Regions from separate parts of the Mus musculus genome. Here all the other regions are linked to region 1. The links are chromatin contacts, called in public Hi-C, HiChIP or PLAC-seq and promoter capture Hi-C maps. All regions are on one chromosome and are shown on one strand. The core of a region is the stretch at or near the end of the contact, and the rest is flanking DNA. Distances in the headings are between cores, read along the strand shown.

The links. Promoter capture Hi-C pulls out the DNA fragments that hold promoters and counts their contacts. Hi-C and Micro-C count contacts between places; a contact is called where the count stands out from the background. HiChIP or PLAC-seq counts read pairs in DNA pulled down with a chosen protein or histone mark.
Region 2: an H3K27ac HiChIP or PLAC-seq map of heart atrium shows a contact between it and region 1, with 4 times the contacts expected there. The contact joins the enhancer-like site here to the promoter of Fcho2 in region 1. A contact is called at or near these places in 8 of 39 promoter capture datasets (the 3T3-L1 cell line, the C10 cell line, cranial neural crest and 4 more), 15 of 115 datasets of contacts at active chromatin or transcription factors (astrocytes, bone marrow-derived macrophages, embryonic forebrain and 9 more) and 2 of 9 other capture datasets (adipose tissue and liver).
Region 3: a promoter capture Hi-C map of stem cell-derived epiblast-like cells shows a contact between it and region 1, with 3 times the contacts expected there. The contact joins the enhancer-like site here to the promoter of Fcho2 in region 1. A contact is called at or near these places in 9 of 39 promoter capture datasets (the C10 cell line, embryonic stem cells, hippocampal neurons and 4 more), 9 of 115 datasets of contacts at active chromatin or transcription factors (acute myeloid leukemia, bone marrow-derived dendritic cells, embryonic stem cells and 5 more) and 1 of 9 other capture datasets (embryonic stem cells).
Region 4: a contact with region 1 is called in an H3K27ac HiChIP or PLAC-seq map of heart atrium, with 8 read pairs. The contact joins the enhancer-like site here to the promoter of Fcho2 in region 1. A contact is called at or near these places in 4 of 39 promoter capture datasets (the C10 cell line, fetal liver, liver and 1 more), 4 of 484 Hi-C or Micro-C datasets (bone marrow-derived macrophages, cerebral cortex, muscle stem cells and 1 more), 12 of 115 datasets of contacts at active chromatin or transcription factors (the 230-238 cell line, the NIH/3T3 cell line, embryonic forebrain and 6 more) and 3 of 9 other capture datasets (adipose tissue, liver and pancreatic islet).
Region 5: a contact with region 1 is called in a Hi-C map of the N1E-115 cell line, with 4 times the contacts expected there. The contact joins the enhancer-like site here to the promoter of Fcho2 in region 1. A contact is called at or near these places in 3 of 484 Hi-C or Micro-C datasets (the G1E-ER4 cell line, the N1E-115 cell line and embryonic stem cells).

Annotation. Positions count from the first base shown.
Region 1 is chr13:98,813,129-98,818,917 of GRCm38.p6, reverse strand. Fcho2 (FCH domain only 2) reads left to right here and starts at 3,469. Exons shown (of 26, transcript NM_172591.3): 1 at 3,469-3,842. The coding sequence starts at 3,810. Gm34995 (a long non-coding RNA gene) reads right to left here and starts at 2,937. Exons shown (of 3, transcript XR_382806.4): 1 at 2,849-2,937. It also overlaps the pseudogene Gm18134.
Region 2 is chr13:99,314,120-99,319,908 of GRCm38.p6, reverse strand. It overlaps Ptcd2 (pentatricopeptide repeat domain 2), which reads left to right. Exons shown (of 10, transcript NM_026873.2): 10 at 1-260. Among named protein-coding and RNA genes, the nearest start is that of Ptcd2, 28 kb to the left of the region's middle. Within about 2 kb of position 3,313, at least 15 of the 459 cell types and tissues checked have an H3K27ac peak or open chromatin away from gene starts, as enhancers often do. A contact at or near this core is called in adipose tissue, bone marrow-derived macrophages and heart atrium, where this site is marked.
Region 3 is chr13:99,149,129-99,154,917 of GRCm38.p6, reverse strand. No RefSeq gene overlaps it. Among named protein-coding and RNA genes, the nearest start is that of Gm41036, 24 kb to the left of the region's middle. Within about 2 kb of position 2,152, at least 97 of the 459 cell types and tissues checked have an H3K27ac peak or open chromatin away from gene starts, as enhancers often do. A contact at or near this core is called in epiblast stem cells, pancreatic cancer cells, stem cell-derived epiblast-like cells and 1 more, where this site is marked.
Region 4 is chr13:99,122,761-99,128,549 of GRCm38.p6, reverse strand. No RefSeq gene overlaps it. Among named protein-coding and RNA genes, the nearest start is that of Gm45938, 15 kb to the right of the region's middle. Within about 2 kb of position 3,484, at least 85 of the 459 cell types and tissues checked have an H3K27ac peak or open chromatin away from gene starts, as enhancers often do. A contact at or near this core is called in adipose tissue, bone marrow-derived macrophages, heart atrium and 2 more, where this site is marked.
Region 5 is chr13:98,536,745-98,542,533 of GRCm38.p6, reverse strand. No RefSeq gene overlaps it. Among named protein-coding and RNA genes, the nearest start is that of Gm41032, 3.5 kb to the right of the region's middle. Within about 2 kb of position 3,028, at least 5 of the 459 cell types and tissues checked have an H3K27ac peak or open chromatin away from gene starts, as enhancers often do. A contact at or near this core is called in the N1E-115 cell line, where this site is marked.

The sequences.
Region 1 (5,789 bases), core at 2,220-4,719:
TGTTCCATTCCATCTTAGTTTCACTAAAGCTGGCACTCTGCAACAAGGTGCTCAGACCCAACAGGATTGCTTTGAAAGCATTTAAACTAAGGTCAAAAGTTCAGCCACACAGAACTTCATATTTTTAAAAAATTGTATGTATGTATGTATGTATGTATGTATGTATGTATGTATTTATTTATTTATTTGAGACAGGGTTTCTCTGTGTAGCCCTGGCTGTTCTGGAACTCTGTCTGTAGACCAGGCTGAGCTCAAACTCAGAAATCCACCTGCCTCTGCCTCTCAAGTGGTGAGATTAAAGGCGCTTGCCATCACTGCCTGGCAGAACTTCATATTTTCATGAACTATGGGATTAGCATCGATTAAAGAATGTGTAAAAGGAATGGAGTGACTGCGTAGCCAAGGACTCAGCCACCTTGACATGTTTATGACAGGCTTAATGACCCATCCAGTCACCAAACATTAACTAAGTACCTGTCAGGGGGCTGGCATTCGGTGACAGGAAGCTGTAGTTTGTTGTTAGACATGTCAGGCTTAGTGTGTGGAGCAATCATACTGTGAGTGGCTCCCCGCTCAAGGCCTTCCCTCTTCTGTATCCCAGGAAACATCTCCCCTAAGGACAGACAGTGACTGATGCCACCCACATTCTTCTTCTATTATACCATCTTGTCTGAAATCCAGTCACCTTAATCACTGTTTATAAAGCTCTGCAACTTAAAAGCCAGGTAATTACAAGACAATGGACCCCCTGAGCGTCTGAAACACACAAAGGAGTATTTATCTTTATGGCAGACAGCCTTGCTATCTATGTGACCGACAACAGAACTGTGGCCAGGGTAGCAGCTACACTCTGCCAAAGGGCCAGTGTTGTCACCACAAATTAGAACCTTAAGAGAAGGCAAATCTGGGTTTGACACTACTGGGAGAAAACATGTTTTGTTATTCAAGAACCAAATGCATTGAAACTGAGTGGAAGGACTTGACAAGTTAACCTCCCTCTGTAATAAGCACTTCAGTGCCTCAAATTTGCCTCAACTCCAAAGCTGCCTGCTTCTGATGGGGCAGCCATTCCACACCTCCTCTAACAGATTTTTACTGCCATTCACAGTTTACCTTTTACCACGAGGATACAGAGGAAAAGATATTAACGGGTTTTGTTGGGACCTGAATAGCATTGGTCATGGGAGAGGAGATTTATGGTTAGGGGGTCAGGGCTTAATATTAGATCATGATTAACAGAGTCACCTGTGTAGCTTTCCCTTTTTAAAATATATATTTATTTATTTCATGTATATGATTATATTGTAGCTATCTTCAGACACACCAGAAGAGGGCATCAGATCTCATTACAGATGGTTGTGAGCCACCATGTAATTGCTGGGAATTGAATTCATGACCTCTAGAAGAACAGTCAGTGCTCTTAACCACTGAGCCATCTCTCCAGCCCGTAGCTTTTCTTTTTAGAGGAAGTGTGTGTGAGTGTGTGTGTGTGTGTGTGTGTGTGTGTGTGTGTGTAAGAGAGAGAGAGACAGACAGACAGAGAGATAGACACACACAGAGATATGGTCATTTAACGCCTAGAATTTCAGGATCCTTTCTTTCTTTTTTTTTGTTTGTTTTGTTTTGTTTTGTTTTGTTTTCAGGTTTATTACAACAGCTCCAATTGGTGTTTGAAATTCATCGCAACTGTAGGCTGAGTGACCTGAAGGTTAGAGAGACTGCCAAGTCCAGAAGCTTCGGCATCTCCTTGGTGTCAGGATCCACCTCAGTGATCTCTTGATCTAGGGCTGAGACCTCAGGAACATAATTCTCCTCTCTCTCTCTCTCTCTCCCTCTCCCTCTCCCTCTCCCTCTCCCTCTCCCTCTCCCTCTCCCTCTCCCTCTCCCTCTCCCTCTCCCTCTCCCTCTCTCTCTCTCTCTCTCTCTCTCTCTCTCTCTCTCGCTCTGCAGCTTGATAGAGATGCCTCTCATAGGACCTCTCTGAATCTACTTCATCAGATGGGTCACATAGCCAGCTATCTTGTTCCGAAGTTTCTAGCTGGGGATAATGGAGGTCTCCTCCCACAGGCGCTTGTTACTGTGGAAGCCATTACCCAGGTGTGTGTAGTACTTCTCGATGATGACCTGGGCCGCCTTCTTCACAGTCTTGGTGTGAACTCGGCCCATGTTGGCGGGTCTCAGTAAAAAAAGGAAACTCGGGGATCCTCTCTCGCACTAAGCCTGGTGATATTAGGAATCCAGTACCAGCCGCTTTTGCAGGGTGAGCTTTCTTACTCCTTTTGTTAGAATTTTCTTCTATCTTAAGCACCAAGGATAGCATAACTGGGCTGATGGTTTACAAAACAAAAGCAAATATTTATTTTAAATGGAAGAGTTAACATATACAAGAAAAACAAAAACAAACAAACAAAGGAGAGATTGCTCAGTGGTTATGAGTATTAATGCTCTTGGAGAGGACCCTGATTCAATTCCAAAGTCCACATGGTGATTCACAACTTTCTGTATCTTCAGTTTCAGAGGATCCCACACGCTCTTCTGGTCTTATTGGGCACTAGGCACACACATGGAATTCATACCTAACATGCAGGCAAATCACTCATACACATAGACCTTTTAAAATAGTATATGGAAATAGCATCTTTCCATCATTCAACTACTTGTATGGCCAATCTTGTTCCTCCTATACCCTAGTCTTCTGCCCTGCTTCCACCAAATACTCCTGAGCAGATGCTAGATGTCTTAGCTTTACGTGAATATTTCTGAAAGATATTCTTATAAAGGCACAACCTTTGTCTGGTTATCTTTTGCTATCGACTATATAAAAGATACATGAAAAGTGTTTACATACATCGTTTGGGGAGGCAAATAATTTCCTTTGAAGAAAGTGCTACATTGTCCATGTTTGAAAACGATCTTAGGACGTGCGGTGTTCATACTGTAGTTAAAACTACACTAAATCATCTCTGGAGCTTGACTTCCAACTTGCAGATCTTTGACTTAGCTTAATGAACTTGGGACCTCTAAAGTTTTTTAAACTTTTGGAAAGAAAGGCATGGCGAGGGATTTCTTTTCCCCATCAGGCCGAAGCATGTTAAAACTTGTGTCCTTTCCTCCTGGGTGTACAAACTGGTAAGATTACCACCATGGGCTTTGTGAACAGGCCTGGAAGAGTCGCGTTTCGGGTCACGCCTGCTCTCGGCAGGCGGTCCAGGCCGGCTGGCTCCCTTGTGACCGACTGCACTGCCTGAGTCTTGCAGGCGACACTGGGCGTTCCCTCCCTTTCCGGCCTTGGACAGTTTTGTTTTGGATCTTACTTCCCAGTCAAGGAGAGGCTCCCTGTTGACCAAAGGTTTCCCAGTCTCCTTGGGGTGGCCGGCTGCCAAGTTTCCTTAGTCCCAGTCTGCCAGGACCTGGGACTGCTGGAGATCCTAGAAGGCCAGGACGCTGGACGCGAGGGGGCGTGGCCCTATTAGCTCCGCCCCCCGGGCCTGCGGGTAGCTCGACTCCCGCCAGCCCCGGAGGCTCGCGCAGACTAAGCTCTGTACCATTCCTTGCGAACGCTCGGACCCGGACAGGCTGCGCGCACGCGCACTCGGGAGCGACAGTCAGGCTCTCGCCCCGTGGTGGCGGCGGCCGCGCCTGCCGCTAGGTGGCGCATGCGCCCTAGAGGGCGCGGGCGGTCTCTGGGAAGAAGGCGGCGGCGGCGAGAGGCGGGGGCGCCGTAGGGGCCGGTCCGTGTTTACACAGCGGCGGGCGGGTGCGGACGCGGAACCCGGCGCGGCGGCGGCGGCGGCGGCGGCGGCGGCAAGATGGTCATGGCGCATTTCGTGGAGAATTTCTGGGTGAGCGGAGGGTGTTGGGGACGCCGCGGGCTTCGGTTTCTCCCCGCGGCCTGCGTGCGCGGCGGGCGGCGGCTCCTCGGGCGGCCGAGCGAGAGTCCACGGCCCCGGGGTTGCCCGGCCGAGCTCCCGCGGGCCACGGCTCTCCGGCCACCCGCCTCCTCCGGGTTGGCCACTGCGCGCGGCGCCCGGGCTGGCAGCGCGGCCCGGGAGTCTCGGCGGGGACTCCAGAGGGCCGGCGGCGCCGGGCGGGGACAAAGCGCCGACGGGGCGTGCGTGCGCGGCGTCCGGCGCGGGGAGCCGGGCACCCGGCTGGTCGGCTTCCCGCGGCGCAGGCCCGGGACCCCACGCAGAGTCCGTGCAGGGCCGAGCGGGCTCGGCACTTCCTCTTGGCCGCGCGGCTGGGCTGGTGGGGGCTGCGCCCAGGACTTTGCCTTCAGGCCTGCTCACAAAGCCCGTGGAAGTTGGGTTTCGTGGACCTTCCTCGGGCTCCCCACACCCCTCTAGTCTCCTCGCCGTGTGATTTCGTGCAGTTGCTGTTAGCCGATCGTGGCAAGTACGCTTCTGCCATGAACAGGAAAGTTACGTGTTTACTCAGGTATCTTGGCCGAACTTGGGTTTTCGTGGCCCGACAGTTGCAAATACGGCACCACTTTCATTTAGGTAAGGTGTTGAAAGGAGTCAGCTTTCAGTCATGCCAGCTACTGCTAGCTGAGATTCTTAATTCAGTCTCAAGCACGGGCTTGAATACAATCAGTTCATGGTTATTTGTTTTGAATGTTAATTCGCTTTTCGCAATCATCTGTACTCGGTGGTGTTTTTAAAGAGCGGTTTTATGCATGCACTTAAAGTGTATACTGTGAAGAGTTCCTCATTGTTTTTTTGCAAACATCACCACAGTCAATTTTAGAACAATTTCATAACCTCAGAAAAAATCCCTTACCGGTTAGGAGTCATTCCCAGTTTGCCCCTTGTCTCGGTCCCTAGGCAACCGATCTGCTTCTACAGTTCCGTCCTTTCTGGACCCGGCTCTCTGATGACTATTTCACTTACCATAGTATTTTCAAAGGTAATCCACGAGATAATACATATTACTATTTCATTCCTTTTTATGATCAAATAATATTCCATTCCCTTTTTTACTTATCTATTCATTGGTGATGGATATTTGGTACCCATCGCAACGTCTCTTTTATTATGAGTAATATTGCAATGAACACTTTATACAAGTGTGTCAGAGCATGTGTTTTTCTTTGTAGAATGGAATTTACTGGATCACGTGTTTAACTCTATATTTGCACATGGTTAGCCAAAGGGCCAAGAAGCAGATGGAGTACTCTTTCAGTCAACTGCTAGACTGTTCCTCAGAGTGGCTACAGCATTGCACCGTGCTCTGCAGTGTCTCAGAGTAGATGTACACTCACTAACACTTGCTATCTTTTGTTACTATGAGGTGGACATGAAGTAGCAGCTTGTGCTCTTGATTTGCATTTTTCTGTGGCTAATGGTGTCAAACATTTTTTTCCCCATTTTAAGTATTTTTCTTTGGAAAACTGTAGACCCATTGTCAGTTTTAAAATTTGATTATTTTTATTGCCTTTTTGTTATTGAATCCTTTTCATAGTCTGAATAATCCTCCCAAACCTTGTGCCCTCACACTTATTTAAAGGCAGTTTCCTGGCCTTCTGATCCTCCTGTCTCTGCCTACAGACTGCTGGGAATACCGGTGTGTGTCATTTCTATTAGCCCTAACTTTTTTTTTTTTTTTTTTTTTTTTGAGATAGGGTCTATTTACATAGCCCTGGCTGTCCTGGAGCACACTGTGTAGACCAGGTTGTTTTTAACTCAGATTGCCTGCTTCTGCTTCCCAGGCACACCATGCCAGACCTTTAGATACATATACCGGTATACCTTCCCTCCCTCCTTCCCTCCCTGCAACATACAAACTTT
Region 2 (5,789 bases), core at 2,064-4,563, 500 kb before region 1:
AGCTCAGGAGGTACCCACAGACGGGATTTCTCTTGGTCTTGACTGACCTTTCACGGCAGAGGTGACTCGCAAGTTGGTGGGGAGACCTGAAACCCTCATCTCCCATCTTTGGAAGTGGCGGAGGCCTTCCTCGTCTCCGCCATCGTTATTCCATCTGTGAGGCGATGCTGCCTGGGTGTGCTTGGATGACTTCACATTTCCATTCAAGGTTCAGTAGAGTTCAGCTTTCTCCAGAATAAGAAATAAAAGGTTCCTGTGCAGACTCGGGTTGTGTTTCTTTTCTTAGCGTGTAAACAAAACTAAAATTTAGCCTTCAGAACTGGTAAGTATGCTAAGTTTAAAATGATTATTGCCATTGTCACTGGCAAGCCAAAAATGCCAATTAAAAACCCACGGAAGGCTCAGTTTTCTATTTACCCTCATAAATAGTTGGACCTGTGTATCACCGTGTCTGCTGTGCCTGTCTCCTTTGCGTGCTCTGTTGTTGTTACTTTATTAGCAGTTACTGTAAAACTGTCTTGACAGCACGGCCAGTTTCTGTGACCATTTGAGACACCGCATTGGATGGATTGTGCGTATGTGATCATCTACAGAAGGCACCTGGAACCATCTTACATGTTCTTGTTTCCGGGGGGCCCAGACAGGTGTTGAACCCAACATCAGAGGCCACGTGTGCTGCACACTTGGACTTGAGGCCAAATCCAGAATACAGTCTGTTCACTTCATTGTTTTTCTCAGACCAAAACTGTCCATAGAATCAGAAATTTTAGAATTAGAGAAACCTTCTGTGTCTTAACTCATTCATCTTTCAGGTTGAGGAAATGACTTAAGCTAGCAGAACTAATTTAGGATAGGACACTAGATTCCAGTTCTGGTATCTTTACTACTGTGAAATATTATTACATATATACTTATATTTTATAAAGTAGTTTAATATATAAATATATTTGTATATAGTGCATATAAACAGTATATATAATATTTATAAATTATTACTTATTTATATAATATAAAGGTAGATAGAGAGATACCTCTTCTGCGGCTAAAACAGTTCCTAAGATATTTCCAGAATCCTAAGGACTCCTGAGGTTTTCCAGGTGGCTGCAGGTTCTCAGTTTGCTCATTGGTAAGTGGGTCTGATAGTCAGTGCACAGGCTAACAGTGAGTGTGAGTTCACAGTGAATGTGAGGCAGGCAGTATGCCTGGTGCTGTGCCCGTGCTGTGAAACCTTAACTTTGTGGCTACCTAGCTGCTGGCACTTAAAGTACTCCCAGCTAGCTGAGGAATCACAGGGATACATGAGGCCTTCTTCCTGCTCTCATCATGCACAGGAGCCCATCTCACAGTTATCAGAAAGAGTTTGCCTGTGTTCTGTAAAGCGTTAGACAGCCTCATTAAAAAAAAAAAAAAACAAAGCAACAACAAAAAATTCTTCTTAGAAAATAATGGCTTCTGTGTGTGCCTGGTGTTTTGTAAACAACAGCAAAAGTTGATTCCTGTACCTGCAAAGCCTTAGAGAATAGACCATGCTTCCCCAACTTACCTTGTGTAAATGGCTGTAATGCGTTAGATAATTGTGGTGCTCTTTGTTAGGCCACAACCACTCATTAACAAAAACAAAAATGGAAAAAGCACAAACAACTTCATGAATAATAAATACCAACCTTCCTGCCCCCTGCTTCCCCGAGAGGGAGACTGCTGGCCTCTGCTGATGGAGACCAGCCGTCATACCTGTTTTAAAGCCTCAGTAGCAAGATAACTAATGCACACTGTTAGAGGTGAGCACTTAAAATGTATTAGTTACTATTTCTTTTAAATTTTATGTATATTGGTGTTTTGCCTGCATGTGTGAGGGAGTCAGATCCTCTGAAACAGGAGTTATAGACAATTGTGAGCTGCCATGTGGGTGCTAGGAATTCAACCTGGGTCCTCTAGAAGAAAAGCCAGTGTTCGTAACCACTGAGACATCTCTCCAGTTCCCCATAATTACTTTTAAAAAAACAAAAAAACAGAATGCACTGGTTCTCCACTTGTGGGGTATGGGTTACAGTGTGCCCCCTTTGGGGACAAATGGCCCTTTCACAGGGTTGCATATCAGATATTTACATTATGATTCATAACAAGCAAAATTGTGGTTATGATACCGCAAGGAAAATAATTTTATAGTTGGGGGTCACCACGACATGAGGAACTGTATTAAAGGGTTGAGGTGTTAGGAAGGTTGAGAACCACTGATCTGTGGGTGCTTGGGTGACAGCAGAAGCAGGGTCACTTATGCCAGAGTTGATGAAAAGAAGGAAATGACCCAGCACATAGCAAGGGTTATTGTTCCTCAGGCTCTAACAGAGCAGTTGGCTATATATCTCATTGAACCTTCAGGAAAGCCCTCTGAGATAGCATTACCCCACTTCTCAGGAAAAACTGGAGGTCATAGATTGGATACCAGGGAGTAGAAGACAATGGTATTTAAAACAGGCTGTTGGGAAGCACTTTAGTAAACATGTTTCTAATCACATGTCTGTATTGCCTGTGTGTGTGTCTGTCTGTCTGTTTTGTGTGTGTGTCTGTGTTTTGTGTGTCTGTTTTGTATGTGTATATGTGTACTTTTATTCATGCTGTGTTCTTTTCTACAGCAGCAGAACTTAGCCGAGACAGCAGAGGGCGCCCAGATTCTCTCTCTCTCTCTCTCTCTCTCTCTCTCTCTCTCTCTCTCTCTCTCTTTTAGGGTACCAGTTTTCAAAAATGTCTTCCATTCCTGGAACTCAGAGAGAGCAGAAATTCATATTGAGGCTACATGGGTAAAGTACCCACGTACCTGACAGATGCAGAAGACATCTTCGTCACACAAAAACACTAGATGACTCACTAGAGAATTGAGTGTATTTAGATCTGCCCAACTTGAAGAATTGTTCAGAGGTCACATTCAATTCCATGAAAGTTACATACCGAGTCTTCACAGAGTACTGATTATATGATGTTGGGATTCAAATGAAACGCGTCCCTACCAGAGACCAGAACACCAGGGAGGAGCAAAGGGACAAAGACTTGCTCCAGAGGACTTAACTGAGAAATCAACAAGCGGTTCTCAAAATCCTCCAGTGCACTGGAAGGAAACTCTAAAACTGAACAGGGAGGGAAATCTCCGAAGGAGCAGTCTCTGTAGGAGAGCAGTCTTCAGGCTGCAAACATCTTGGGGACAGAGCTATGGTGGACATTTTCTACACACACTCTCAACACTGGCCCTCGGAACAGGAGGGAAGGCTTTGGCGTTCCTCTGATCCCAGCCTTGGAAGGCTTTGGTGTTCCACTGAGCCCAGCCTTGGAAGGCTTTGGCGTTCCTCTGATCCCAGCCTTGGAAGGCTTTGGCATTCCGCTGAGCCCAGCCTTGGAAAGCTTTGGCATTTTCCCATAGCTCTGAGGCTTTGGTCCTTGACATGGCTGTGTTCGTGTCAAACAATACATATTTACACAGGACTTTACCCCTCAAGACTTTCCCCATTCTCCACAATCTCAATATATTATATTTAAAAATCATGTGTGATGGCTACCTGCCCCAGATCCAATAGAAATCTGAAGGCCAGATTCATTTCTGTATATGATGTTAAGTAGGCTTTTTGTAGGCTTTTGTATTTAGGAGTTAAAGAAAGAAAGCAAAAAGTCTACTGCACTGTTTATAAAGAGAAGATGACTTCTTGGGCTCATGACCTCTTGTCACAAGCCATCCAGTGAAGCTTACTTCTATAAGATCCACCTTGTCAGGGTGTGGGGTAGGAGGTGGTCTTCCTTTATAACCCAGTCTAAACTGAAGATCCTCCTGCCTTAGCCTGCCAGGATTCTAGATGTGTGCCACAGTGCTTGACCAAGCTCTTTCCTGACAAAGAGATAAGTTAAAGTCAGTGCCTCATAGGGCAGAGAGCAGCCCTGCTACCATGCCTCCTGCCCTGCCCTGAGCCATGCTGTAAATGCTCAGCCCTTGGCTTGTAGCTTGACTTTGAAGGCTGTAGAACCTGTAGGAGGTATGGCCTGCCTGGTAGACATAGGTCACTAGGGCCAGGCCCTTGAGGGTCAGTCTGTCCCTGGCTCCCATCTATCTACACTCTCCCTGTTGCACTGCCATGTGACGATTAGAACTACCCACACAGTACCTTCCCCACAGAGAGGGACTTAAATCCCTCTGAAGCCATGAGCCAGAGTAAATCATTCCTTCCTGGAGCTGCTCCTGCCAGACATTTTACCAAAGGAACAGAAGAGACACAACTCTGTCCCCGCATGTCCCACAGTCTAGCCTTTGCCACCTGCCTGGAACCCACAGTGAACTCAGTGGGCCATAGATGTAGCCCGGAGGTGCAAAACTTATATAGAGAGAATACTCAGGTCTGCATTTATTTGTCTTTTACGTATTTTGAGGCAGGGTCTTGCTGGGTAGACCATACTGGCTAGCAACCCGCTCTGCAGCCCACGCTGGCCTCTCTCATTCATGATCCTCCTGCCTCAGCCTTTTAAAAGTCTCTTTTCTCCAAGTGTTTCAGTGTCTGCATATGGACACAACCTTCAAGTTTCACTGAAATCTTCTTGTGCGGAACCTTTGTAGAGCTGTGGAGGATGGGATCCAAAGAAGACGTTGCTATCTTCACAGGGCCAATTCCCTCCATGGTGGTGGGTCTAAATCAGCAGGTGATGCGAGCTCCCTTGTCTTTGAGTTGGAGGGTTCACTGTAACAAGGCAGTTTAAAGCAGGTCAGGTGCATCACTTTCCTGTTCTGGGTCAGTTGAATGTGGTCTGTGAATTCTTCTGTCCCTGAATTCTACTTCCTCTTTCCCCTCTCCCTGTCTTCCCGTCATTCTCATGATGTCTCTTCCTTTGGGGTTGTGCTGCGATGGTTTTTTGCCTTCTCGTGTTCTCGTCCTCCTGACTCATTGCGGAGAGGCCAGGTCACCGAGGTAATTAGAAACGCACGGTCTGCTTCAGTCTTGGCTTTCCCCTCGCCTAGCCCTATTAGAAAGAAGAACTGCACAGGTCAAGATGAGAAAAGCGATATCCCCAAAAACATCTTCCTCTCCAGCTGCCACGGGGCTACATGCTGTGGACGGTAGATAGCAAAGCCACCTGGAGCTGCCAGGCTATTCTCAACGCTGTCTCACGGGCCCAGCATCTTATGCAGCCTTTCACGGGAGTTGCAGCTCTCAGAGGAGGGTGCAGGCAAGAATGGCTAACTCCTATTTTTATTGCAACCTGTGGTACATTTTTGTTTTCCCAGTTTGTTCAACAAAGAACATTTAGCAATCGTTTCTTTTACCTGGAAGTCATACCAAGAGCAGATGAAAAACAGTAAGATGTGTCTGCTAGTTTGACATTTCCAGGTCCGATGGTCAGGTCCTTTAACTAATCCCAGACTTTGGTTCAGTTCCCCACTCTGGGGTGCGCCTGTCATCTTGCAGCTCCCATGATGCTCAACACACTCAAACTCAGACTATCTGATTGCTTTTGCTCTTATTAACAGTCTACCTAATTACCAGTACTGTATTTGGTGGTGAGGAAGTTTCATTTTTAAACTGATGCAACTTGGTGTTGAGTTGAGGATATTCAATCAGCCTCTGGCAGGAAATGAAGAGGGGCAAGCACCTGCAGTTAGGGCGACTCCGGAGCTAATGAAGAGATGAATAATGGAAAGAATGAAGCCCCGTGCTAACTATGACTCAGTGGGTCCCACTTTGCTGCCAGGAGTCACTTATTCTTTCCAGGATTGCAATCTCCCACGACACATTGGAAAATGAGGCCCAGTGGTGGTG
Region 3 (5,789 bases), core at 903-3,402, 340 kb before region 1:
CCTGCTTCTGGTTCCCACTGCCAAAGAGCTTCTAGGTCCACACTGTGTCTCATGCTTCCACTGCTAGAGATGAGCTGTTTCAGCCAGCATGCCTTCTCCACCATGACAGACAGTCTCCTCTGAAACTGTGAGCTGAAATAAACCTCTCCTGTCTGGAGACACGTGTGTCAAGTATTTGGTCATAACAATGAGAAAAAGTAACTAATTCATATAGACACAGCTCAATGGGTTTTGCTGTTGTTGTTATTGTTATTCTCTTCAATAGCCACAAACCATCACTACAGGCAGATTCATTAGGCAGACTTCTACAGTAATTTTAATCTTAGTCATTGCTGGTATCTAACAGAACATCCTTGTTCTTTGGCAGCCTCAAAGGAAGTATATAAGGCAAACACCAAACAGCAACACCTTAACCATCTTCGCAACCCAACACTCCTTAAGAACTGAGGTGCTGCCGATAACAGTAAACTGCTGTGTGGATGGGGCTGGGGGTCTAGTGATAGCTAGCTTTGGATTCCTTTTTAGAAATGTTTACCATTGCCTGGTGTAGTGGCACATGCCCTTAGTTCCAGCACTTGGGAGGCAGAGATAGGTAGGTTTCTGTGAGTTCAAGGCCAGCCTGGTCTATAGCTTGAGGTCCAGAACAGCCAGAGCTACATAAAGAGACCCTGTCTCAAAAACCAGCATCAACAACAGAAGAGCTGCTTGCCCATCCCAGGAGAGAAGGAAAGTTACCTACATAGATGAAGCTGTCTTCATGCCTTTGCTGTTTGTAAGGCAGGATACAGGGATTTTTGTCAGGGCCAGCAGCCAGCCAACCCGGGACTGAGGGGTCTCTCTGCTTCTCTCCCTGTGGCTATCTAGTGTCCCCAAGAGTCATTCCAACCCTCCATCCCCCTGGAGTCTTTCTGCCTCTGTTACCCAGCCTGAGTCCACAGCTTCCAGAGATCAGTTTCCCACCTTCTCAGAACACGTCTCCTGAGAAGGCACAGGAAGGCTCATTTCTCCTGAAGCGTGGTTTTGGGGTTTTTTTTTTGGGGGGGGGTTGTTTTTCTTGTCATAAAGCAAGTTTCTAGTTTCCAACATTTTTAACTCAGAGCCCTGCTCAGCCACTCCTGTAACCTCAAGAAAATCCTTGCCAGGTAGTTTTCTTATGGGCAAATGAGACTTCCAAGGTCCTCAAAGGCTTTGAAGTTGGAGGATTGGCCCAAGGAGAACTAGCTTTGGTGTATTGTACAGAGCCACCCTAATGACAGCCTGTTGGGTTCTACACGCAGTTTCAGGGGTCCCTGGAAGGTGAAATCTGTGGGGTGTCACTAGAAAAAGATGCCGATCTTGATCTCTGATTTCCTCGATCCTAGTCACTCACATGTGCACCTGTTCTTCACATATACATGGAACTCTGATGGTGGCTGAGGTGGGGGAAGGAAATGGCTAGCACATTTGAGGCAATCTTGAATCCAGGTCATTTCCCTCAGCTGACTTATGCAGGGCCGAGCACAGGCCGCTATGTAACATACACGGTTAGATTCATACAGGAAACGGCACAGCTTCCAAATCACGCACTCGAGATCTTGACTGCATTTCTGTTGGTTTGTGTCTGGCTGACCTTAGGAAGGTCTTAACATTTCTGATTTTCCATGTTTTCCATTAAATAAGTACAGCGTCTCTTATCCCATGTAGCTCCGTTAGAACAGCGCTTGCGTAGTAGCTCTCTTGAAGCCCCGGGATTCAATCACCAGTGAGTGAAGCATAAAACTGGTCAGAGCAGTGAGTATCTATAATCCCAGCATTCAGTGGGGGGAAGATTAGAGGATTGGACGCTCAAGGTCACTCTCAGCTACACAGTGAGCTTGAAGCCAGCCTGGGTAACACGAAAATCTCTCCGGAAAAATAAAAGCTGGGGAGTGGGGAGAGGAAGGAAGGAGGGTGAGAATGAAGGTCCTTCAGAGTTCTTTAACGGTGAACAGTTTGTGTTGGACTAACACAGTAGCACTTTGTGGAGAGCTGCTGAGGTTCAGGAATCCAGCATGGGGGCTTCCCAAGCTACACCTGTCACCAAAACTGGCAGGAGCCAGATTGCCCTGCCTGTCCTAGACCTTCAGCGTAACCCCGCATGGTTCCCGTGGCTCCCGCTGCTGCTCTGATCCTTCTTAGGTCCCGCAAATCAAACGGGGACACCTACTGGTGCCCTCTCTCATGCCTGCAACTTCCTCGCTGGCTCTGGGAACGCTTTTTCTCCACGCTGCTTGAAGCATCAGCTTTGAGGACTCTCTCCACCCTAGGGTAAAGCAGCCTTTACGCTCGGTTCTGAAAACAGACCGGTGTGGCTTCCTCTGTACTCAGCTTTCCCTGTAGGCTCGCCGTCCCATCCTTCCAGCCCCAAGCCGCAGCCTCCCTCTGCTCTAGACCTTATAGACAACCTTTGGGCCACCTGCTGAGTTCTCACTTCTGGTGTGAGTCAAGTTCCTGTTACCGGCTGAGTCATCCTCTGGGCATCTTGTTTTGGCTCAGATTCCCAGCGGTGTCTGAGGTCCAGACCTGTGGTCTCAGCCTTGGCTGCACATTTGAATAAAGGGGAGAACTGATCAAATTGATCTTGAGCAAGTCCGGGGTGAGCATTTTTAACAGCCCCTCGATTCACTTCGCACGGGAACTGTCTCCTGAAATCCCGGCAAGGTTTTGCCTCCAACACCAAAAACAGTAAGCACAGAGTAAAAACTGAAAATGTAATCTCAAACAAGAATGGAAGAGGGTGATATATTCCTTACCTCTCATAACTGTCCGCAAATATTAACTTCTGAATTGACAATTTTGCAAACAGGGGCTGCAAATAAGCCCTTTCAGCCTTTTCGACTTTCAGATTTGAAAGTCATTTGAATCCTCACAAGGTCATTGTCATCTATTAAGATCAAATTTAAAGAGAAATGAGAGAGGGTGGGGTACTTGCTGCTCTTCCAGAGGTAAGTTATGTTTCCAGCTCCCATGTTCTATAACTTCTGTCTATAACTCTGGCTCCAGGGACTTGATTCCCCTTTCTGGCCTTTTCAGATCTCCCCCCCCCCTCTCACACACACACACTCTCTCTCTCTCACACACACACACTCTATCTCTCACACACACACTCTCTCTCACACACACTCTCCCTCTTGCTCTTTCTCTCTCTCTCTCTCTCTCTCTCTCTCTCTCTCTCTCTCTCTCTCTCACACACACACACACACACACACACACACACACAGAGGGGGGGGGGTGGGAATGAAGGAATTAGGGCCTCTTGAAGGATGTGACTCCTGGTTTGGTTATTCAGTCTTTCTGAGACGATGGGGTAAATATCAATTTTTAAATTCTGCCTATTTCAAGTGTTTGGTTCACTCGGTGATGTGAACTATCCGATGACAAACTTAGCAGTAAAAGTGATAACAGCTGAGAAGTGTTTATCTTCCTTTCATGGCCCCACCTGTGGGGTACATAAAACGCAATAGAACAGTGGAAAAGACTGGAAAGAGCAGCTGAACATGGCTCTGTTTGTGTACCATAAACAGACCACCCAAGTTGTAAGGTTAGACAGTGGCAACCATGGGAACCACGGACACACGATGCTGCTGCTCCTCCTACAGCTTCACGAGTGAAAACCATGAGAGGTCTTACGTCAGACTGCCATCTGGAATATAAACTGGAAGTATAAAGACACTGAGAAGTGAAAACCCCCTCCCTTCCGAGAGGCACGGGCCTATCACAGTTAATGGTCAATTAATGTGGAGTCGGGAACCAACTTGGGGGATGTCTTGGGGTAGGATTCAGGAAAATCACAGGAGGAAAAGAGGCATATGGGCACAAAACTGTGCCTTTAACTGGAAACTGAGGGAGGGGCGTGTCCTTCCATGCCCTGGTGCAGTATGTATGTTATGACATCATCATCCCCCACGCCCGTTCTTTGATCTCGTTGATGGGAGGGTCACAATGCCAACAAAAGGGGGTCAGGTTTTTTTGGTCCCAAGCTTTGCAGGTAAGTGTCTTTGACTACTGTTTGCCCACTCCAACCGACAATGCACCAAGTCTGCCTCTGCCAGGGCCTGTGCCAAAAGGTCAGGCCTCGCCTTAAAGAGACTTGGCATGTGAACTTAGGGAATGGTTGAGAGCTCAGCTAAGCTTCACAGATGAATCCCATGCACTCTGGTGAGTAGAAAACAGCCTCTCTGTCTCAGCCACTCTCAGGATCTAGCAGTCTGTGTCACTGGTCTGTCCCAGGGGGGGCCTTTCCCTCTGCCTGAAATCGAGTCTCTACTCTTAGCATAACTTCTGCCTTAGCAAACTCCTTTCTCCCCGGCTATCCAGATGGACACATTGTTACGTCACACGTCCACTACCTCTGTTCCTGGTCTATTTTATAGGCCTTATCACTATGTATAGTTATTTTATTATTTCTGCTTCCCTTCAACCAGCCTGTGTCCTCTGCCTGCTACCCCTCCAACATGCGCATGCTCTCTAAGTTCCACCAATTATCCTTACCTAGGTCCTCAGCATCACCTCGGTGCTCCTTTTCAACAAGTCTAAGCAAATGCTGAATTCATTTACCACCTTGGCTCTAAAAAGGTAACTTTTTGCTCTCTGCAAGGAAAAGGGAGGCGGGTAGAACTGAATAGCAGAAAGGGAATAAATGTGTCGGTCCATCCGGTCCATCTGTCAGTCACGGCCTCTGCGATTTCCTGCTGTGTGTCCATTAGTAAGACCCCCGCAGTACTTTCAGGATCACTGAAGGAAACTTTTCCACCTTAAGTGTGAAAGCCAGTAGCTACACAGAGGCCACTGAAGTGCAGAGGTCACCACAAACGCCTGAGAGTTAAACACGGAGTGATTTTTCTTTCCTTAGAGAGAGGGAAAACTTTGATGCGGACAGATCTAAAAAATCTCTTGATCTCTTTAAGGAGAGACAGGCTGCATCTTCTCCTCCTCTGCCATTTTATCATTTTGAATTCAAACTTGAATTCTTCCCCCGGCTTCCAATTAAACCACAGTCTGCCGGCTGTGCCCCTCCCCCTCCCACTTCTGCAGGCCGCTCTAAAGCTGAAAGACTTTGAACAGAATCTTTCTTGTCAATCCTTTTTGTTGAAGAGAATAAAGAAGGCCAGCCTTTGCTGAGAGAGGGTCTCTAGACTCCCGGTCACTCCTCCATACTCCATTCAGCTCATACTGGACCAAGGCTTTATCCACATCCCAGCCCCAGTGTGATGCTCAGGAGACAGAGGCAGCTAGCCTCTGCCCTAACCTACTCTGAAAGCCAGGACAGCCAAGAGTGTTCTTTGTGCAGCTGTGCTAAATAAGTCGCCCTTTCTCCAGTCAGCATAATCCATCCAGGAATCCAGCCTGTGCTCGAACACACTTGCCTCTCTCCTTCATCAAGCTGGCTATCTGGTGGCCTCTGTAATGTGACATACAGTGGAACAGGTTTAGAGGCCCAGGAAAGCCCCAGAGTTTACATGCTAGCCAGGAAACCTTGCTTTGATTTCCCTAAATTCCCAGGGCCAGGACATTCCCTACCCGAGAAGGAAGGCAACAGAAACAGGTTCCCACAAAGGCTTTGGTAATGAGTATGTTATGTAGAGGGGAGGAGAAAAGACCGTGTCCCCTTCGTGGCTGCCTGAAAGCCCTGCTGTGGACTCCCACTGGTCCACAAGTGTGTCAGTGAGACAGAATTGAGGCTCATGACCTCACCTTGACCTCCTCTGTGTTCATCTCTGTAACATGAACTGAGCCAGGCAACTGGCATCTTCTCCCCTCTAGAACGCGGC
Region 4 (5,789 bases), core at 2,235-4,734, 310 kb before region 1:
ACTGCCCAGAGAATGACTGGCAAACTGGAATGTGAGAAACTGTTACACCTAAAAGTTGAGATGAGAAAGACCACGTCCAAATGGTCTAATTGAAGCAAGTTTTCTTTTAGAGGAACACTGGGGACTGGCCAGCTGGCTCTCTCTCTCTGAGTTGGAATTTTAGAGAGTAGCCACAGATGTGAGGAAGACAGATGAGCCTTTTATATAGTTCAGGGGTAAGGGAATTCCAAATGAGGGATTTGACAGGGGAAATAGGTGGGGTTACAGGAGCAGAACACAACCACAACAAGTTCGCCAACAACCTCATGAAACACACACGTGATTGTCATTCCTGGAACAGAGCACAGAAACATCTGTAGTTAAGGTTCTAGCCCAATCCTTGAGAAAATAGAGGTTCAATCTTAAATGGAATGAACCTGTTTTGTCTTTAACATAAGATGACTCTTAAGCTTAAGATGGAGACTGGCTGGTTCTCCAAAAAGACCATCTTTCCATTAACCCAAAAAGGAGGTATTCAGAGCCAGTTTTTCAGAGAAGGACATCCAAACATAGGGGTGTGTCATGCCAATATGTGACTGCCGAGGGATGCAGCCAAGACACTAACCCAGACTGCCAAGACGAGCTTCACTCTGCTCCCCAGGCTGCCTACCATCCCCCTCTGTCTTTTCTGTGTCCCTTTTGGCCTTTATTCCAAAGGAGGATGAGAGGAGGGTGGAGAAGGGACACATAGTGATTATGAAAGGAAATGATACACATGAAAACACTTCGAGATTGCAGCACCATAGAGATGCTTCGAAGCATTGCTATTAAACGTGGAAATGGCTTACTGAATTATCCTTTCCCTACAATGGTGAATCATTTTAATTTTCATTTGAATTGCCCACCTACCCTGTGGGAAGCCGCCCTCACATTCGCGGTTACAAGATGGCGCTGACATCCTGTGTTCTAAGTGGTAAACAAATAATCTGCGAATGTGCCAAGGGTAGTTTTCCACCCCATGTGCTCTGCCTTCCCCGTGACAACAACTCGGCCGATGGGCTGCAGCCAATCAGGGAGTGACACGTCCTAGGCGGAGGATAATTCTCCTTAAAAGGGACGGGGTTTCACCATTCTCTCTCTTGCACTCTTGCGCTCTGGCTCCTAAAGATGTAAGCAATAAAGCTCTCTGGCTCCTAAAGATGTAAGCAATAGAGCTCTTGCTCTCTTGCTCTCTTGCACTCTTGCTCTCTTGCTCTCTTGCGCTCTTGCTCTCTGGCTCCTGAAGATGTAAGCAATAAAGCTTTTGCCGCAGAAGATTCTGGTTTGTTGCGTCTTTCCTGGCCGGTCGCGAACGCGTGTAAGACTACCCCAAGACCAACTGTTGAAAGAGGACAAATGGGGATCTATGCTTGACAGAGGAATGCTCAGATCAGTAAAACAAGATTACAAGGAACTCAGAAACCCGCTTGCCTCAGAAGCACCACGCAGTACAAGAATTGCTAACCATTCAGTGAGAAGCCAGTCTTCACAAAGGAGGCTGTTTGTCTGTTCCTTGTCTTTGAGGTGTTCTGATTTGGGGCCAGCCTACCTAGCAAAGAAGTACTGGTAGAGGCAAATCATGAATCATTGAGATTGATAATTTGCCTCACAACTGAAGAACTAGTTGGGGATCACAGTGAGAAAGGAAGAAAATAACGTTAACCCAAAGGAAAAGCTGATGGAGAAGCCTGGCTTCCTGCCCCGCCCTCAAGCCCAGTGAACGGAAAGGGAAACAGCACAGAGCATTCAAAGTCCTTTAAGTGAGAAAGCAGGTTGCGCATCCTCTAGCTGCTCGGGACCTTCTCTTGAGGAAACAGGCAGATGTGTTTGTGAGTGGTTATCTGAACGTGACCCCTAGTGTCCAACTTGGACAGCACTCACAGAGAAAAATCTTTGTTAAAGGAAGGCCGGAAACTGTAGGACTATGTAATAACATTGGGGCTATGAGAGATTTCATCTAGTTTCCTATTTTACAAACGAGTGGTTAAGGCCAAGGAATGGTAAGATGACTTGGGGGGCACATCGGTGGTGACAAAGCTGGAATGGAGCCCAGGTATTTTAATTCTAGTTCAATTTCTTGAGCATTTTGTTTTAGAGAATGATTGACACTAGATAGTCTGTGATAAGATCTACCTACAGAAGAACATGAGGATCAGTGTTTCGTTACACAGACTGGAATATGAAGTGGGCATTGATACCATCTATACACACTATGATCTGAAGCAATGCTAGTCAGTAACTAATTTTGGGGGGGGGGATTGGTTTATTTGTTCTGTAGATAGTATTCTGCCTGCATGTATGTCTGCAAACCAGAAGAGGGCACCAGATCTCATTACAGATGGTTATGGCCACCATGTGGTTACTGGTAATTGAACTCTGGAAGAACAGTCAGTGCTCTTAACCTCCGAGCCATCTCTCCAGCCCCCAGTAACTAAATTTTTAATTGCTCATCTTTGGTATGTGTGTATTTGTGAGTCATGTGGTTGCCAGTGTGTGCAGAGTCCAACTTTATCTTTCTAATATATTAAAGTTTGTTTTTTGTTTGTTGTTTTACAAGGCAGGGTTTCTCTGTGTAGCCATGGCTGTCCTGAAGCTCACTCTGTAGACCAGGCTAGCCTCGAGATCTGCCTCCCTCTACTGCCTGAACACTGGGATCATAGGCGTGTACCACCACTGCCCAGCTAAAATTTGATTTTTTTTCCCCTTCAGTATAATTATTTTATGTATATGAGTGAGTGTGTTCCTGCACCACATGTGTTTGGTGGCCACATGGGCAAACAAAACAGTATCAGATCCTTTGAAACTGGAACTACCAAGGTTATAAGCCACCATGTGATTTACAGATAACTGAACCTGGTCCTCTAGAAAGAGCAGCAACTACTCTTAACTGCCAGCCCACCTCTCTTGAGTTCACCCTTCAGTTTTTTATGACAGAGTCTCTCCCTGGAGCTCACTGAGTAGGGTAGGGTGGCTAGCCAGCAAGCCCTAGGTATCTGCTCGTCTCCTCCTCTCGCCAGTGCTGGGATTTTAAAAATCATGCAACCACACCCAGTTCTTTTATGTGAGTTCTGAGAGTTGAGTTCATGTCCTTGAACTTGCAAGACAAGCACTGGACTGCCCGAGCCCTCTCCCCAGCCTCGTGTTAGGCACTGTTGAAGTTTTAGACCTTTCCATATTTTCTCCATTACGCACCACACATTTCAGTGACAAATTATGGCATTTCTTCCTGGCCCAAGGTTCATAATGATCTTCAAAGGGAAGAAATGATATCATGTAACTGGAACATTCACTGAGGACGGGAGTCAGATGCACAGAGTCTCCTGAGATCTCCAGCTACGGACATTTGTGTGTGCAGCTGTTACATTCCACCCATTTCCTGTCCTCCTGCTCCCAGCCTGCTGAGCAATGCCAAAGGACATCTTGTCCCCAGGCCTGCTCATGCTCCTAGGGACCCAGCCGATCTCACTCAGCTAGCTCCTAGCATCCAGAGGTATTTGGGTCACTCCCTGCCAGACTCCTGCCAAAAGCCCTTCCACATTCCTCTCTCCTCTCCCTCTTCTCCACTTCTCCGCCCCCTGACCATATAAGATCATTCGGTGTGACCTAACAATGTGCCTCTTTACCCACCCACCTCAGACCATGTCTCAAAGGTGGAAATGCTCTTTTCTTTTCAAGGTCTTTTCTTTACACTTGAGACTCTCTCCTAGACACTCCTCCATCAGCCACCAGCACTTTGCTCCATTTCTGTTTTCCCCCCTCCTCTTTCCAGCTTCTCTTGCCCAGAAAAACACCGACTTTCCCTTAAACTTAGAAAAGACTCTTTTAGCCCATTCCTCAAGTTAAAGCCATCTCTGCCTTTTGTTTTATTTGAAGTTTGCTTGGTGAGGTATATTCCCCAAGTCTTTAATCTGTGCTTCTCTCAATTTGTTTCCAATGGTCTCCTAATATCACATGTGTAGAAAATTTAAATATTCAAAATTTGATCCACCATGGACAGAGAGGGCAGCTCTCAACAGTATCGGCCACTAATGCAGAGAGTCATGGCTGGTGAATGTGGTGAGAAAGGAACTTGAGTGCTCAGCCCTAGGAGAGACATCTTTGCTAACTAACCCTACCCCTGCTCCTCCAAGGCTCAGGAGACAGAGGAAGAGTAGGGAGAAAGTGAAAGTTTTTCTCTGCTGGTGAAATGAGCCAATTCAAACCAGATTGGAGAATATAAGGGGGAGCCCTTCATGGGGAGTGACTTCAGGGTCCCAAGAAATGAGGCCAGGAAAGTGGCCCAGGGTGAGGGAGACAGGGGTGGGGGATGGGGGTGGGAGGAGTGGCTGGGGAGGAGGGCAGACAGAAATCGAGAAAGGGCTTGCTCACAAGAGGGAGAGAAAATACAGAGAGAGAGGGGGAGGAGGGAAAGGAAGGAGGGGGAGGAAGAGAGTGGGAGTACTGAGGAACAGGGAGGGAGGGAGGGAGGGAGGGAGAGAGAGAGAGAGCACAAAATGCCTGGATTGTACCGGGAGGAGCTTATGGGGGAGGGGAAGCCCAGCCCCTGGGCTGTAAAATTCAGGGTAGAGGGCAGGGTATGCCAGCCATGCCCTGTATACATAGAGACTGAAGGATGCTGGGAGAACCTGGAGCTCTGGTCCTCTTTGGTGTGTAAAATATGCACCTCCACCACTTGTCCTGGATCTGAACTGCATCAGAAAGAACATAAGAACTGGAGGGTGGGGAGGAGCGACGTGAAACGTCTTCTGGATCCGAGATGGCGATTGTACTCACACCGTACTTAGGCAGATGTGGCTCCCTGCACAAGGTCAAGTCAGCCAGAGAATTCAGTCACAGATTAAGGCGGTGTTCTCTAGGCCCTACCCCTACTGAGGAGCTACTAGCAATTGATAAGCTACTGGGGAAGGAGAACCGGCTTTTTGAGGGCGTGGTCGCTGGTAGGTTTTCTATTCCCAGTGGATGGTCCCACATGCATGCACATATAGATGGTACTAATTGAATCCAGTGGGGAAGAGGAGGAAGAGGAGAAAACGGAGTTAGAAGAGGTAAGTATGGAGGGACATGGGAAATATAGAAAGAGACTGGCATGGATATGACCTATTTCGTGTGAGAAATGGTGTATACATGTGAGAAATTCTCAAGAGTTAAGAAAATTACATAATTATATAAGTGTAATTATTTAGAGGGCTCTAAATTCGACTCTGATATAAAGAATTTTGCTCATTACACTCAAAGCCCTAATGTTAGTTTTCGGTCTTTTCTCATATGCTGTACATATGTGTCTCAATACCCAAGTTAGACTGTGAGTTCCTTTGGAAAGCCATCTCAGCTTCCCTTCTGTACTGGCTAGTTCTGTGTCAACTTGACACAGCTGGGGTTATCACAGAGAAAGGAGCTTCAGTTGAGGAAATGCCTCCATGAGATCCAACTCTAAGGCATTTTCTCAATTAGTGATCAAGGGGGAAAGGCCCCTTGTGGGTGGGACCATCTCTGGGCTGGTAGTCTTGGGTTCTATAAGAGAGCAGGCTGAGCAAGCCAGGGGAGGCAAGCTAGTAAAGAACATCCCTCCATGGCCTCTGCATCGGCTCCTGCTTTCTGACCTGCTTGAGTTCCAGTCCTGACTTCCTTGGTGATGAACAGCAGTATGGAAGTGTAAGCCGAATAAACCCTTTCCTCCCCAACTTGCTTCTTGGTCATGATGTTTGTACAGGAATAGAAACCCTGACTAAGACACCTTCCTAGTTGTGCCCAAGTGGCTCTTGCCAAATCTT
Region 5 (5,789 bases), core at 1,779-4,278, 280 kb after region 1:
CCCAGGCAAAAGGCAAACCCAGCTACACAGGTGTCTGTAATTCTGTGGCAGCTTTACAGAGACAGAAGGCAGAGACAGAAAAGACCCCAGATGTGAGCCTGGCTTACACAGGGAAGAGACCCTGTCTCACACAGGATGCATCAATGACTAACACCCAAAGGTTGTTCTTTATCCCCAACATGTGTGCCATGGTATGAGTGTGATTATGCCCTGATACATGCACACACACACACACACACACACACACACACACACACACACACACACGTGCAATTATTGGAAAAATAAACAACCTATTTTCAAGTGATACCCAGGGCTCAGGAAAAAAAAAAACAAAACAAAACAGGAACCAGGGATCTCCTTTCCCATCTGTCCCTAGAACAAGCTGGGAACCTTGTTCTAGGATCCAGGATGCTTTCTCAGGTGAACAATTTTGCCTGTATTAGCTCAGTTGCCAGCAGAGCAGCCCTATGCATATCTGCCCTGGCAGTCTTAGTTAGTTAGGGTTTTATTGCTGTGAAGAGACACCATGACCACAGCAACTCTTTTTAGGTTTATCCCATTATCATCATAGCAAGAAGCATTGTGACAGACAGGCAGACATAGTGCTGGAAAGAGAGCTGAGAGTTCTACATCTGGATTGGCAGGCAGCAGGAGAAGAACTGAGCCACTAGGCATGGTTTGAGTTTCTGGGACCTCAAAGCCTGCCCCTTAGTCACACACATCCTCCAACAAAGCCACACCTACTCCAACAAGGCCACACCTCCTAACAGTGCCAATCCCTGTGGACCTATGGGGACAATTTACTCAAAGCTTCACGCTGGCCCTTTCCCCACCACATGCAACAATTTATTTCTATGAGAAGATGTATTTGATCTTTCAAATGCCAACTCAAGACGAGCTTTTGTAATATTTTTTATGGTTGAGGACTGTCTCACACGTAAATATATGTCATTCCGCACGCAGCGGTCTAGGCTGCTCCTTCTCAGTAAAACAACCCATCTTGCTATAGGAAATTATTAAAAGCGCTTTTCGTTTACGCCTGTGTTTTTTTTTTTTTTTCCTTTTTGGAGTTTAACCTCTCTGAAGAAAAGTACTGTCCAATTTAACTCCAATACGGCCACTTTAAAGAGCGTTTCCCGAGATGCAGAGGCTCAATGGAAGTTCCTTTTGCTTAGGCTTATTATGACTTTATAGGTCCAAATACATATCTTTTGATGCTTTAATTAAGGCTTGTGGGTAAATTATGAAAGAAAGAAAACATTTTAATCAGCTTATAAGGAACGAGACCCATGACGTTCCCAATTGAAGCCACAGCACACTGCCCTGTAGGACATCCGACTGTGTCTTTTCATTGGTCTATCCCAGGATTCGAACAGCAGACTTGAAAGTGACAGGGCTAGGTATCAAACGGTTGCTCGGGCTGTTTCTTCAGTCACGGCGCCTACCCAGGAGATTTTCTTGGGGGTGCGGCTGACCTTTTAAACCAGAGATGGGCAAGGAAACATCCTGGTGTCTTGGCCACAGAAAGGGGTTCATCCTAAGCAGATGGGAGCAGGGTAAAGAAAACAGAGTAAGTGCTCTGTGACTGGTTTTGTTTGCTATCGCTGATTGAGTTTGCTCTTGGCACTACAGGGCTACCTGTCCCCACAGTGAAGTTTTCTAGAAAGAACCTCCTAATGCTCCCTGGGACAGTACTCCCAGGACAGTGCTCCCTAGGACAATGCTCCCCAGGACAGTGCTCCCAAGGACAGTGCTCCCAAGGACAGTGCTCCCAGGACAGTGCTCCCGAGGACAGTGCTCCCTAGGACAGTGCTCCCGAGGGCAGTGCTCCCGAGGACAGTGCTCCCTAGGACAGTGCTCCCTAGGACAGTGCTCCCTAGGACAGTACTCCCAGGACAGTGCTCCCTAGGACAGTGCTCCCCAGGACAGTGCTCTCTCTCTCTCTCTAGGACAGCCACAGTCTCACGGCCTAGTCTTCCAAGTGCCCTACTCTTCCAGTCTCATGTTCATTTTCAAGGCATTGGCTCTTGCCCTAATCTCACTGTTCCCCACATTTGTTCTCTGTTTGGAAGCCAGGTCTGAGACTGGCACACAGCCTCTGTGGATCCAGACCCTGCCACCAGCTGATGATGGAGGAGGACACCCTGTGTGACACCCCTTGTCCTACTGTAGCCTTCTGCACTCTCTTCTGTGAGGCAGATGTGTCACATGCCTCATAGAATTTATGTTTGTACAGACTCAATGCTGTTCGTACAGTAGAGCTAGTCTCACCTGAGACGACCTTAAATGAACAACCTCTATCCTCTCCTAACCCTGGAGAATTGGGATTGCTGAGATCTGGGCTCTGGGTCCCTATTCTAACAGCTTCTCCAGGTGACTCTGACACAGCATGAGAAGCGCTGCCTAGTGTATGTGACAGGTAGGGAAGGGAGACTGTCTTTGCACAAGCAGGAAATCAGCATGTTCATTGTAGGTGATGGAGCAGGGCTGAGGGAACATCAGAATTCACCCAGATCTTACTTACACCTTGATGTTACACATTTTAAACTAAAATATTAACTTCAAGCAGTGTTACCGACACAATTGTGTCCCTGAGCACATGTCATTTGAGACAAGCAAGTACCCCACAAGGGTCCAAGGTTCTGTCAGTCCCTGGGGCTAGAACATGTCAGGTTCTGAAGTAAGCAGCAAGGATTATGGGATGCGCTTCGCCAGCTGAGAGCAAAGGATCTGTCCATTTCTTGCACAGAATCTGACTTCCCATATAAACATGTTACTAAAACTAGCCTGTTCTGTCCATTGGCAGCTGGTGTGGTGGCTTCTTTGCCCCGTTAGGTGATACACCCCCAATTAGATAAACTGCGGCTTATTGCTATTAATGCCTTTTGAAGTTAGGGTGAAGTTAAAATTGTAGGCTAGCCAGTAAGTCTAACAAGGCATTTTAATAACTTCCCAAAGTGGAACAGACACATGCAAGCCGGCCAGGTTTGCCTCTGTGTCCAGTGGACTTCTGGAATCTCTGGTTACGCAATGTTGGGAAACATCCTCATTTGGATAATGTGTTACACGTGGTTAAGACGGGCTTTTGCTGCTGTTAAGATAGCTTTCCTTGCAATCTTAGCATTCTTTCTCTTAAGCAGACAGCAGGGCGGCTTTATCCTGAGTTACACATGTAGGGTTTACAAAGCAAAATGTGGCACATGAGATATTTGATTGCATCTCTTGTTTCTTTATGCATTGTATTTTAAAAGAGACAAAGACAGTTACATCACAGTTTTTTTGGGGGGCCACTCAACAAAATCTTTGTTGCTCCTCAGAGCTGTCCAAAGTCACTTTATGGATAAAAGTCTAAGATGATGTCCCTTATGCCCGTCCTTTGACCTTGATGGTCACAGCCTGCTGCACCAAGTATCTCCCAACCCCGTTGTTTATAGTTTATGTGGACATCAAAACCTCCAAGAAGATTCCAAGAGCCTCTTGTTCAGGATAGAGTCTTCTGGAGCAGGAGTTCTGTTTATCCTGCTTCAATGAGTTGCAGACTGGAATTTCCCCAGAGCCATCATCTCCCATGCTCCGAGGAAGGATGCCAAGCATCGAGCACTGGGCAATGGCGAAGAGCTCGAGGCCACTTTGCCTCAACTTGGTGCTTGTCCATCACTGGTCCCTGGAAACAATCTGGCTTTTCTTTCTGCAGCCAAGGCTTGGCACTCAAGTGCAGCTTTGCCCAGCTTCTCTTCTGTCGGGTCTACTCCCAGAAAGCAGTTGCTCATTTAGATGAACTGCTCCTGGCATGTGCTCATGTGTAACTAACAAAGGGATTCTTCTGGGGTTGTGGGGGTAGGGCAGCAGGGCAGAGAGAATATGTTCCTGCAGGAGAAGCCATTTATCTAAGCTGGCATCTGCAGCTGGCCTTATCTAGTGCAGGCTGTACTGGCTGATACACACCAGTGAGCCCAGCCCTGGGGAAGCTAAGGCAGGGGGACTAGTAGTTCCTGGTCAGCCTGGGCTACACTGGGACATCCTGTGTCAATGCAAACAATTAATAATAAAACTCAGGTTACCTCGAGGACCCAGTCACTGCTTTGAGTAGCAAACTATTTGAAGAGCAGAGACCTTGGAGACAGTCTGGCAAGAACAGAGGATTCTGGGAGAAATGGAACTACACAAACCAAATTACCTCTGATGAAGGAAACCTTTTCCTACCTCGGATTCTCTTTTGACCCTAGAACTAGCCGTAGCCTTCCCCTGCAGCATGCCCGGCCTGGAGACCCACACTGTACTGTCGGTGAGCTTCTCTCTCTGTCAGAGCTAAATCTGCCAGGGGCTATGCAAGTGTGGAGGTTAAATAGGTCCAAGCACATCAGGAAGGAGAAATTCAGTCCCCCAGGCTCCAAGTGGCTCACCTGATATGGCCTAGTCTCTCAGCAGCTTGCTGAGCTTGGATTTTTTTTTCCTTTTTTTTTTTTTTTTTTTGCAAGGTGGAATTTAATAACAGTATAACAAAAAATAAGAGGATTGTGAGGAAAGAGAAGAACTAGAACGCAGAGGCTTAGCTGACACCGATACCTGGAACTGGACTTTGCCAGGAAAACTAGCCCAAGCGTGATTGTGTTTTATTCCTTACTTCCTACTTGCAGTAGGATCGAATGGATTGCTTAAATATCATTCTTTCTTTCTTATCAGAAAATACTATTAACCTAAGAAGGCCACATGCTGTTGTTAGTGTTCAGGACAGACTTTTCTCACATGGTCAGCCCGTAAGAGGATGTTGCCTGTAGTTTCTCCAGTGTCTGTTCCCACTATCTGCCTTGTCAGAGGAAGTGATCTCTGCCCATTCCCAGACTCTTCTACCCTTAAGAGCAACCATGCCATCCAGTTCCGACCAAAGATGTGTTAGTTCTGACTGTGGAGTGGAGCCTCATGCAGACAGGCAGACTCAGGTAAGGTGGGCAATTTGTACATTTTTTTAAAATCTGTCTTTTTCTTGGAGTGTAGGTATGACAGCTAGAAGAATAACTACCTTAAGTCCCCGAGGAGGCCAGTTGTAGTGGTGCCTTTAATTGCCTTTAATCCCAGTATTCAGAAGGCAGAGGTATACTGATTTCTATGAGTAAGAGGCCAGCCTGGTCTACAGAACAAGTTCTAGGACACCCACATCTGCATAGTAAAGAGGTCTTGTCTCAAACAAATCATAACCAAACTGGAAGAGGTGCTCCTTCATTGATCATGGTAGAATAAGCACGCAAAGAAATGTGTGTCCTTGCTGCCCCTTGGCCAGTTATAATAACCTCTACCTGTCTTGAAATTTCTTCTCAACTAAGCAAAGTAAAAGCCTCACAGCAGCTGAGCAGGGTGGTGTGACCTCAGCATTTGCTAAGTAGAGGCAGATGGATCAGGAGCTCACCACATAGTAAGTTCAAGGCTAGCTTGGGTCACAAGAAACTCTGAAAGCAAAAATAATACATAAACTCTTTTTGGTTGTAACTTAGCATTTGGGCTTCCTGAAAAATGTAGCTAAATACAATCCTAGCTCCTGCTCTTTCAAAAACCACAAAGTTCAATTCATCACCTTGTAGCATCTCTTTATTTCATAGTCAGAGGAAAAGCTCACAGAGAGCTCCCTCCTGAGTCACACCCTGCCTGAGTCCTCAGTCCTCCGACATCTGAGCCAGCCAGCCACTGCTTCCTTCTGCTGCTGCTGCCCTTCCTTCCTCTCTTCCTCCTGGGCCATTCTGGTTTCAAGCCTGTCTGTCTCCCATCTTTCTGACTTCCTTCCAGTCTCTGGT